Linked DNA regions of Hordeum vulgare: regions 1 and 3 are each linked to region 2. The links are chromatin contacts, called in public Hi-C maps. All regions are on one chromosome and are shown on one strand. The core of a region is the stretch at or near the end of the contact, and the rest is flanking DNA. Distances in the headings are between cores, read along the strand shown. Region 1 holds the start of LOC123405946 (S-adenosylmethionine synthase 3). Region 2 has its middle 17 kb from the start of LOC123403688. Region 3 has its middle 73 kb from the start of LOC123406276.

Evidence for each region. A called contact is a pair of places that touch in the nucleus more often than the background predicts.
Region 1: a Hi-C map of leaf shows a contact between it and region 2, with 5 times the contacts expected there. The contact joins the promoter of LOC123405946 here to the enhancer-like site in region 2. A contact is called at or near these places in 3 of 6 Hi-C or Micro-C datasets (leaf and seedling) and 1 of 1 datasets of contacts at active chromatin or transcription factors (embryo).
Region 3: a contact with region 2 is called in a Hi-C map of leaf, with 6 times the contacts expected there. The contact joins two enhancer-like sites. A contact is called at or near these places in 2 of 6 Hi-C or Micro-C datasets (leaf and seedling).

Annotation. Positions count from the first base shown.
Region 1 is chr6H:417,221,316-417,224,015 of MorexV3_pseudomolecules_assembly, reverse strand. LOC123405946 (S-adenosylmethionine synthase 3) reads right to left here and starts at 1,424. Exons shown (of 2, transcript XM_045099458.1): 1 at 1,317-1,424; 2 at 1-210. The coding sequence starts at 189.
Region 2 is chr6H:416,642,498-416,645,286 of MorexV3_pseudomolecules_assembly, reverse strand. No RefSeq gene overlaps it. Among protein-coding and RNA genes, the nearest start is that of LOC123403688, 17 kb to the right of the region's middle. Within about 2 kb of position 1,261, at least 2 of the 3 cell types and tissues checked have open chromatin away from gene starts, as enhancers often do. A contact at or near this core is called in leaf, where this site is marked.
Region 3 is chr6H:417,636,019-417,638,718 of MorexV3_pseudomolecules_assembly, reverse strand. No RefSeq gene overlaps it. Among protein-coding and RNA genes, the nearest start is that of LOC123406276, 73 kb to the right of the region's middle. Within about 2 kb of position 1,443, at least 3 of the 3 cell types and tissues checked have open chromatin away from gene starts, as enhancers often do. A contact at or near this core is called in leaf, where this site is marked.

The DNA of each region.
Region 1 (2,700 bases), core at 175-2,674, 580 kb before region 2:
GGCCTTGGTGGTGATCTCGCCCAAGACCATGACCATGTTGGTCTTAGTGACGGTCTCGCAGGCGACCTTGCTGTCGGCATCCTGGGCCAAGCAGGCATCCAAGACGGCGTCGGAGACCTGGTCGCACAGCTTGTCGGGATGGCCCTCGTTCACGGACTCTGATGTGAAGAGGAATGTCTCGGCCGCCATTTCTTTCGTGCTAGTGATGCTCTGCAAATAAAGGAAAATACGACAATTAGAATCAAACACATATAAGTCGTGCCACTCATGACTAATACTCCTTCTGTTCCTAAATATATGCATTTTAAGAGATTCCACTATGGACCACATACAGAGTATAATTCATAATTGAATCTCTTATATAAGAGATACTCCTCACACCTCACAAACACACCTACCCAAAAAAAAAAACACTAACTCACGCCTACCCCAAAAAAAAAACACTAACTCACGCCTCACAGCCTGGAAATAAGCAGCAAAAAACAACCCAAAACAAGAAAAATAACAAATAAGTCCCTGAGGGGGTTGATTGGTGAACCATCCTGCATCTGCCGCCATGGAGGAAAGAGCGGCGAGAGCTTCGGGCCGAAGACCCTGCCAGACACCAAGAAAGCACCCGCGGCGGGACACGTCGACTGGGGACTACCCCGTGCCCAACGAGCCTCAGATCCGAAGTCCCCGGTCGACCACGTCGTCGAGGAGAACACTGGAGCCGCCTGCCGACGACTAATCAACCCTGCGCCAGAACAGAAACCGCCACCGCCGTCGCCATCAGGAGCAACACCAGCCGGCGACTGCCAGTACACATCCACGGATCCACCCGGCCGCACAGGTGCCCAAGAGCCAAGAACCCTGCCGCGAGGACGACACAGCCGGAGGAACAAAAGATCCATGGCGAAGTCCACGACGCCCGGATCCGGATACACTACACCAAGCTCGCCGCCCCGACGAGGAGCCTCAGCAAACCTATTGGACGTGGCGCCGCCGGCTGGACAGCGCGACCCACACACCTACTCCTATCTACACACCGGCCCAGAGGACCGAGGGTTCCTCCCCCCTCCCATCGTCGCTGGAGCGGCAACCGGAGGAGAGAGGACCCCCGGCTTCGCCGGCGGCGAACGAGGAAGACGCGGTCACCCCCTTTCGCCAGACTAGTATACCATACTGTGCTACTGCCAACTCATAACTAACTAGCCATGTTCGCATCACGATAAAGATACAGTAATTAAGCGACCCACGTATAATTGATGAAGAAAAATGACGAATCAGACACGGGAAATCGAAACATGAACAGGAGGTGGGGCGGGGAAGCTAACCTTGTGCCGCTTCTATTGCTCCGGAGGCCAAGGAACCGAAGGGAAGAGGCGAAATGTATGCACGGCGTTGTACCAAGATCCCGGCTGCGCCTTTTATAGAGACGGGGCCGGGAGGTCGTGCGTGTAGCTGGTGAGGGCGTGGGACTGCACAACCTGTGCTGCAGCCGTTGGTGAAGCACTTCACCTCACCAAACCCCATTAGTTGGCGGTGGGTCAGTTCACCTACCACCCATTTTGTTTTCTTCTCAACTTGCAGTGAGCTGCATAATACTAATCTATACACCATGCGGGAGGCATCCTGTTCAAAAATAAATAAAAAATGCGGTAGGCATGGTTGTCAATTTTACGATGGTTTGCCGGAGGCATGGATAGCGCATCCGAGGGAATAAGATGGGATATTTTTTTTAGCAGACTACAATCGAAGTCGCTCACATACACGAGCGTACATCCATTTTTATGAACGCACGCACGTATACCTTACACCTATGAGCACCTCCGAGAGACTAAATCGGCACATCATCTTGAGATTGACGAAGTCGTCACTGACGTCTTTGTTGTCGACGAAAACGTCTCTTTCCACTGAAAGCACATCGACGAAAGACCTGAAATAAATCCAGAAAAATGCAAGCACCAACGTCAAGTCTGAGACTTAAACTCTGGTGGGCAGTGGATACCACAGTCCTCCTAACCATCCAACCACGGGTTGATTTGCTATACGGTGGGATACTGTTACGGTGTGTTTGGTTGCATGGGTAGCCTGAGTTGTGATAATCTTTTTGGACAAGTTTAGTTTTAAAGCACCGGTTTTATTAAAAAAGTCGATAACCATCGGACGTGTGATGGGAGTAATATTCGACTGTGCCTCTGAACACAGATTGGATCATGTCATCGTATGAATGCACAAGTGATGAAATTATGATGTTATCAGAAATTTTTCGTCTTTTCAGGTTTTTAAAATATTTTATCTTTTAAATAAAAAATTCGATTGAAAAACCGTTTCTACCATTAAACACCTCGCACGAGATCTTTAAAACTAGATCTCATATCGATATGTTTCGATGATATTTTTTTGTTAAAAGTGTCATGTCTATTTCACATAAATTACCATCATGGTTACAATGAAGTTGTCATGATATATTTTTAACTATTTTTTCTATGTTTAAAGTAAATTCTGACACATTATAGAAAAGGAAATTAAGAAATTAAACTTGCCATGATGAATTTCTTAAATTTACTATGATCCATGAAATAATTTTTACATGATTCATACGTAAGAAAGAAATCACACGTCAATCATTTTAAAAATGCATGATCGATGACATAAATTTATCATGAATCATAAACTAAAATTGACATGCCGAAGTACTTAAATTTGCCATGATAT
Region 2 (2,789 bases), core at 12-2,511:
GCCAGCTCTGGCTTCACCCGACAGAGGCGCTGGGGACGCAGGCTCCTGCTTCATGCGACGTACTGTGTGGAGGCCGCGGTTGCACGGCGGGAATGTTGGCTCGTCCTTCACTTGCACGAGCAGGGACGTCGGCTCGTGCTTGACGCGGACCCGCGAAGGGAAGGGTGGCTCCTCCTTCATGCGCGCCGATGATGGTGGCGCTGGTCCCATTTGACGTAGAGAACGCTTCACCCTGATCTTCATATGATGGACGAATTATTCGTCTATCACAACCGTCTCCAACAGAAGACGTGGCCGCTAGTGCGGCTCCTCCTCCTCGTCGTCGAAGGAGATGACTATCTCTTTCTTGCTGGAGGAGCCTCGCCGTGGATGCCGATGGCCTCGATGAGCGAGGGCAGCGGCACCATGATCCGCCAGACGACGAGCTCCCACCTGTGCCGCTTGTCGACGTGAAGAAGTAGGACCTCGACATTGTCGCTGGCTGGGCTCGGAATGGATGTTGAGGTCGAAGAGAAGGAAAAACTCGACGAGGGAGAGGAGGACGATGTAGTGCTTTGGACAGCGCTGGAGTGCGGTTTAAATAGTCGTGGCCAGGCTAGGCGATGGGGTGGTCAATCGGCTTCAATGTGGCGCAACTGTCGGAGTTGGTTTCTCGGGACATGGTGTCCGCATTGAAGCGGCGACATCCGAGAGGTCACGTCCGTCTACACCGCCTACCCGTCCAGTTAAATCGCGGCTTCAATGACAGCCACTGCATGCTCTGGGCCGGCATGAATGCAGCATGGCAAATGGCACGACGCGTGGAATGGAAGCTACGGGAAGGACGGGTGGGGTTTTTCGATGGTCAAGTGCGATCAGAATCGGGCCTGAACTCCCGTAAAATCATTCTATATTTGTCTTCGATTTATGAGAGAAATCGTGTCCAAACCGTTCCCCCGACCGTTATAGTACCACGTTGGATGACTACCATCGTTCAAGACTGTCCGGACGGATACGGGTGTGTTGTGGGTTGGTGTTTGAGATGGCCTTCTTAATAAGTATAGTTGTGTGTTTGCACTGCTGATTTTAGTTAATACAAGATCTGATGTTTTTCAAGAGAAAAAAGTCAGGTAATGCGTATCGTGGTGACATACAGCGACCTGACCAGAAGAGAGGCACTTTTTTTCCATTCTAATTTCTACAGCGTTAGCCTGGTTTTGGACTTCGGACTTGAGTACGTATTCAATGCATGTAAAGAACAGTGCAACCACAAAGGAGGACCAGTGCAAATGAGCTGTCACTATCTCACCAACCCCGGTGTTGACGATTTTTCCTCATGGACCAACATATATGTACGTGTTTTTCAGCCATCAATTTTATTTTTATTTATAATATGAACTTGAATCTACAGATTCGTCAAAAATACAAAGCACCTTAAATATAATAAAAATTACATCAACGTCTTTGAATCATCTAACTATCATGGCCGCGGTATGAATGAACCACTGATGTGTCATTGTCGTTGAACCATCTCTGAGCCGCCGTTGAATATTTTGATGTCAGATCTCCATACTGTTTATTTCTATCACTAATTGTTTCCATAGAATCAGGCTATAATGTTTTTCATAAGAGGTACAATCATATGGTTGACGACAAGTATCTTTTACTTGCATTAGGCAATTGCGCGCAGTTGCAACAGGGTATACATCTTCAAATATGTTATAACACTAGGATTTCTAGTTTTAAAGACCTCATGTTTAATTGAGGTCTTCAATTAGACTTGGGGCATCTGATTTTGACGGGGTTAACAATTTCTCAAAGCTCTCTCATTTAATTCTTCTATACTATCTACCGAACATTCAAATATTAAGGCCTCACAATTAATTAAACCATTCAATTTAGAATTGGATAATCCAATTTTGATCTGATCAACAATTTCTCAAGCTCCCCGTTTAATTCTTTTAATTCACTATATTCCCTTATTTCAAAAGGTTCTTTCATTCTATTTAGGAATTTAATTTTTGATTTGATTTACAATTTTGATGGGATCAATGTTTTTTAAGTCAATCGGCAAATAGAACACATCAATCCTGCGCACCCTCCATCACCTAGAAAAAAGTGTCGCCATGTAATATTGTAGCACCAATATACTACATGCAACCAAAGATAGAAAACAAATCTAAATAAATACAGGACAACACATAATTACACCATGAAAGGCCCACCTAGTCACCACATTATATAAATAAAAATAAAACACACTCTATCATCTCCCCAATTCGCCAAACTAAATATTTCATCGGTTCAAAAATATGAAGGGTATTAGTTTTTTGGAAAGTCAATTTTTTTAACTTTGACCAAGTGAAAGCAAAAATATGGACATCCACAATATTAAATAAAATAAGTATGGAAATTCATTTAATGATGAATCTTAAAATACCGGTTTGATATTATGAATTTTGTTATATCTTTTACAAATTTGATCAAATTTAAAATGTCTGATTTTCAAAAAATTAGTACACTTTATATTTAGAAACAGAATGACCATTTTTTAGGAAACTTAAAAATATCAACAACGCAGCCAAGCGCGTTCATCCCTTGTAGTTCATACCAATAGTGACTGACATGCATCTCTACAATTTTCAAGCACGTCAGACGGTGTGGCCAACCAGTTTTTTTAACGCTCAACAATTTTCCTTTTTTTAGGGCTAATCAATTTTCTCCTTTTTTTTTGCATTTGCTATCTGCACATGTGTCCGCCTCAGCTTGCAACCTTTGTCAATTGAACATCCGACTTGTGACCCCCTATC
Region 3 (2,700 bases), core at 194-2,693, 990 kb before region 2:
CGCGTGTCTGGTGTGTGCGGGTTTGGCTGTGCGCGTCCTCTCACCGGATCATCCACTCAATCCCAGCTCTACGGAAAAAGGGTTCCCCGGTTTGTATTACAAAGCAACCAACCGATACAGTCAATAGCAGATGCTGGAGCGGAAGCAGCACAATCACATCCAAAAGAAACGAAAGAGAAACAACAAGAGAAAAAATACCGACAACGACGGATCAACGAAAACGAAGAAGCTTCACGACCACTGCGCCCACCGAAGATTTCCCACCAAGCTCCAAGGATCCGAAGCACCGGTACCAATCAACACCTCCAAGAAGGACCGCGACGATGACGACGCTGCTGCCAAGGGTTTCCCCCGGTACTTGACGAGGCAAGAGGAAGGGTCGCCCCCGACGCCCTCCAGGAAGGTCCGGCGGCACCGACAAGCGTCGCCGCGTCGGTGTCGGCCAGGCCGACAGGGGTTTCCCCCAATTTCAACCTTCACCTCGGATGCTCCAGAGCCTGCCACCAAAGCGACCACCATCTTGCGCCACCGCGGTCATGAAGCCTCCACGTCGTCTCACCACGGCACCAGAAGTGAGGCCTGCACAGCGGGGAATAGGAACCGGGACTAGGGCCACAACACCGTCGGCACGCGGGAGGGTACAACCTCCACCGTCGACGACGGCAGCCGACCGGGCATAATAGCAGGAGCATACCAGGCCCGTGGGCCCACAGGCCCGGTCGGGCTCTCCACGCCCGTAAAGCTCCCGCCATCGCGCTGCAGCAGGCGCGCCTTCGGCGTCGCCGCCCCACGTCCGAGCTGCTCCTCCTCCTCACCACACAGACGACGATGAAGCCACGTCGGGAACCAGCCCGCCAGGATCCAGATGAGGCCCACAAGGCCTAGATCTGGGCCGGGGACGCGCCACCGGCCAACCTGCGTCACCACGCCGTCTAAGCGCCAAGGGGCAACACCACCACCTCACGCGTCGCCGGCCATTGCTGCCGGGTCGCCGGACCGTCGTCGAGCCGAGGAGCACCGCCGCCAACACCATCTGGCCAAGCGCCGGGGGCGGCCGTCGGCGGCGGCAGGAAGGGAAGGAGGAGAAGGGAGGCCGAAGAGGGGCGGAGCTCGCGCCGCCCCGGCCACCTCCCGGGGAGGCGGCCCGGGGCGGATCCGGGGGGGGGGGGGGGGAGGGGGCGGGGACGGCCGGCGGCGGCGGGAACCCTAAACAGTCCTCAATCCAGCTCTCGACAGAGGAGATCGGTGATCTGGGTGGTGGTGGGTACGCTCGGCTCCTTGCAGTGGTTGTAGGATCCTCACCGCCGTGATGTTCCAGCTGTCGATGTTGCTTCCTGCGGATTCTGCTTGGGACGCCGCTTGGCTGTACATACGGCCTGCGCCACTGCTGTTCTGGTCATCCGTCTCACGCCATCTGTCTGCTCGATCTGCTACTCTGCCCTGCGTGTGATCTGGTTTGTATTGCTTCCTCTCGTATTGGATTTGTTGTTTGCTGTCTTAGGCTGGGTTCAGTATGGTGTTTCTCCAGCAACGATATCATTGGATTGGGCTCTGGTTTTTGTATAGTTGCTGCTTCCGTGCTTCATTTTTTGTGGAGAGCGTCGTGCCCTGTGGAGGAGGAGAATGGCTGATTGCTGTGGACTGATGCTTCCCCTCAAGTTTAAATTACTGCTTCTCTTACCAACTTTGAGAGGACGAGATTGGATCGGTGCATCCATCGCTCACCCTGGTCGTTTGGGTACCCGAGCCCGAACCCGAACCGAACCGAATTACTAGAATTGTCGGGTAATTCAGGTATCAGGTAAGGGTTCGGTTCTTATTTCTTGACTATTCGGTTTTCGGGTTAGGGTTTGAGTTTTAATGTGAAAAACCTGAAATATCCATATTATCCAAATTATTCGTACTATCCAAAATTTTCATGCTATTATTATACTAACTTGTTACCCATACTAACTAAAATACTCATATTATCAAAAATACCCATACTATCCGAGTTATTCATATCAAAAGTTGATGTATGCTCATAATACTTTAGGTATTTTGGGTACCCGAATTACCCAAATCGAAATTTTAGGTAATTTGGGTTCGGGTATTTTTTTAACAGAAATAATTTTGGTTCCCATTTTCAAATACCCGAATTACCCATAAACCAAACTACCCGAATCAAAATAACCAAAATACCTGAATGCCCAGGCTGACCCACCGCATAGAGCTCAACGAAGTGCGTCAATCCAGCAATACATGGGACCGGCCAGCAACCAGCCACCATTGTCTTACCTGCTGTAAGCACACACTCAATTTTGTTTCAGATGGAATGCATTCAGCATACATGTTGGAAGATAACTGCTCCAAGGCACTCATTACTGAACAATCACGCCCACAATAAGGACATGGACAACTTCGTCACAGGGGTAATCAACTTCATCTTTACTAATATGAGCCACCTACATTACCGTGATCTCACCACTTGCTTGATCCAGTATACCGACAGTGACTCTCCAACCATATGGTCGTTAAACTGCATGGAATTCCTGTTTTCGGAATACTTGCCCAAATAATGTCTCCATTGTCAGCTCAGCCATAACTTTAGAATATGAGCTGCTACAATTCTCCTTCCCCTCACACCACATATCTTTACACAATGCAATAAAAGAGTGTATGACACTCTCATGCCTTGTTTTGAAATCGATTGAGTAAAAG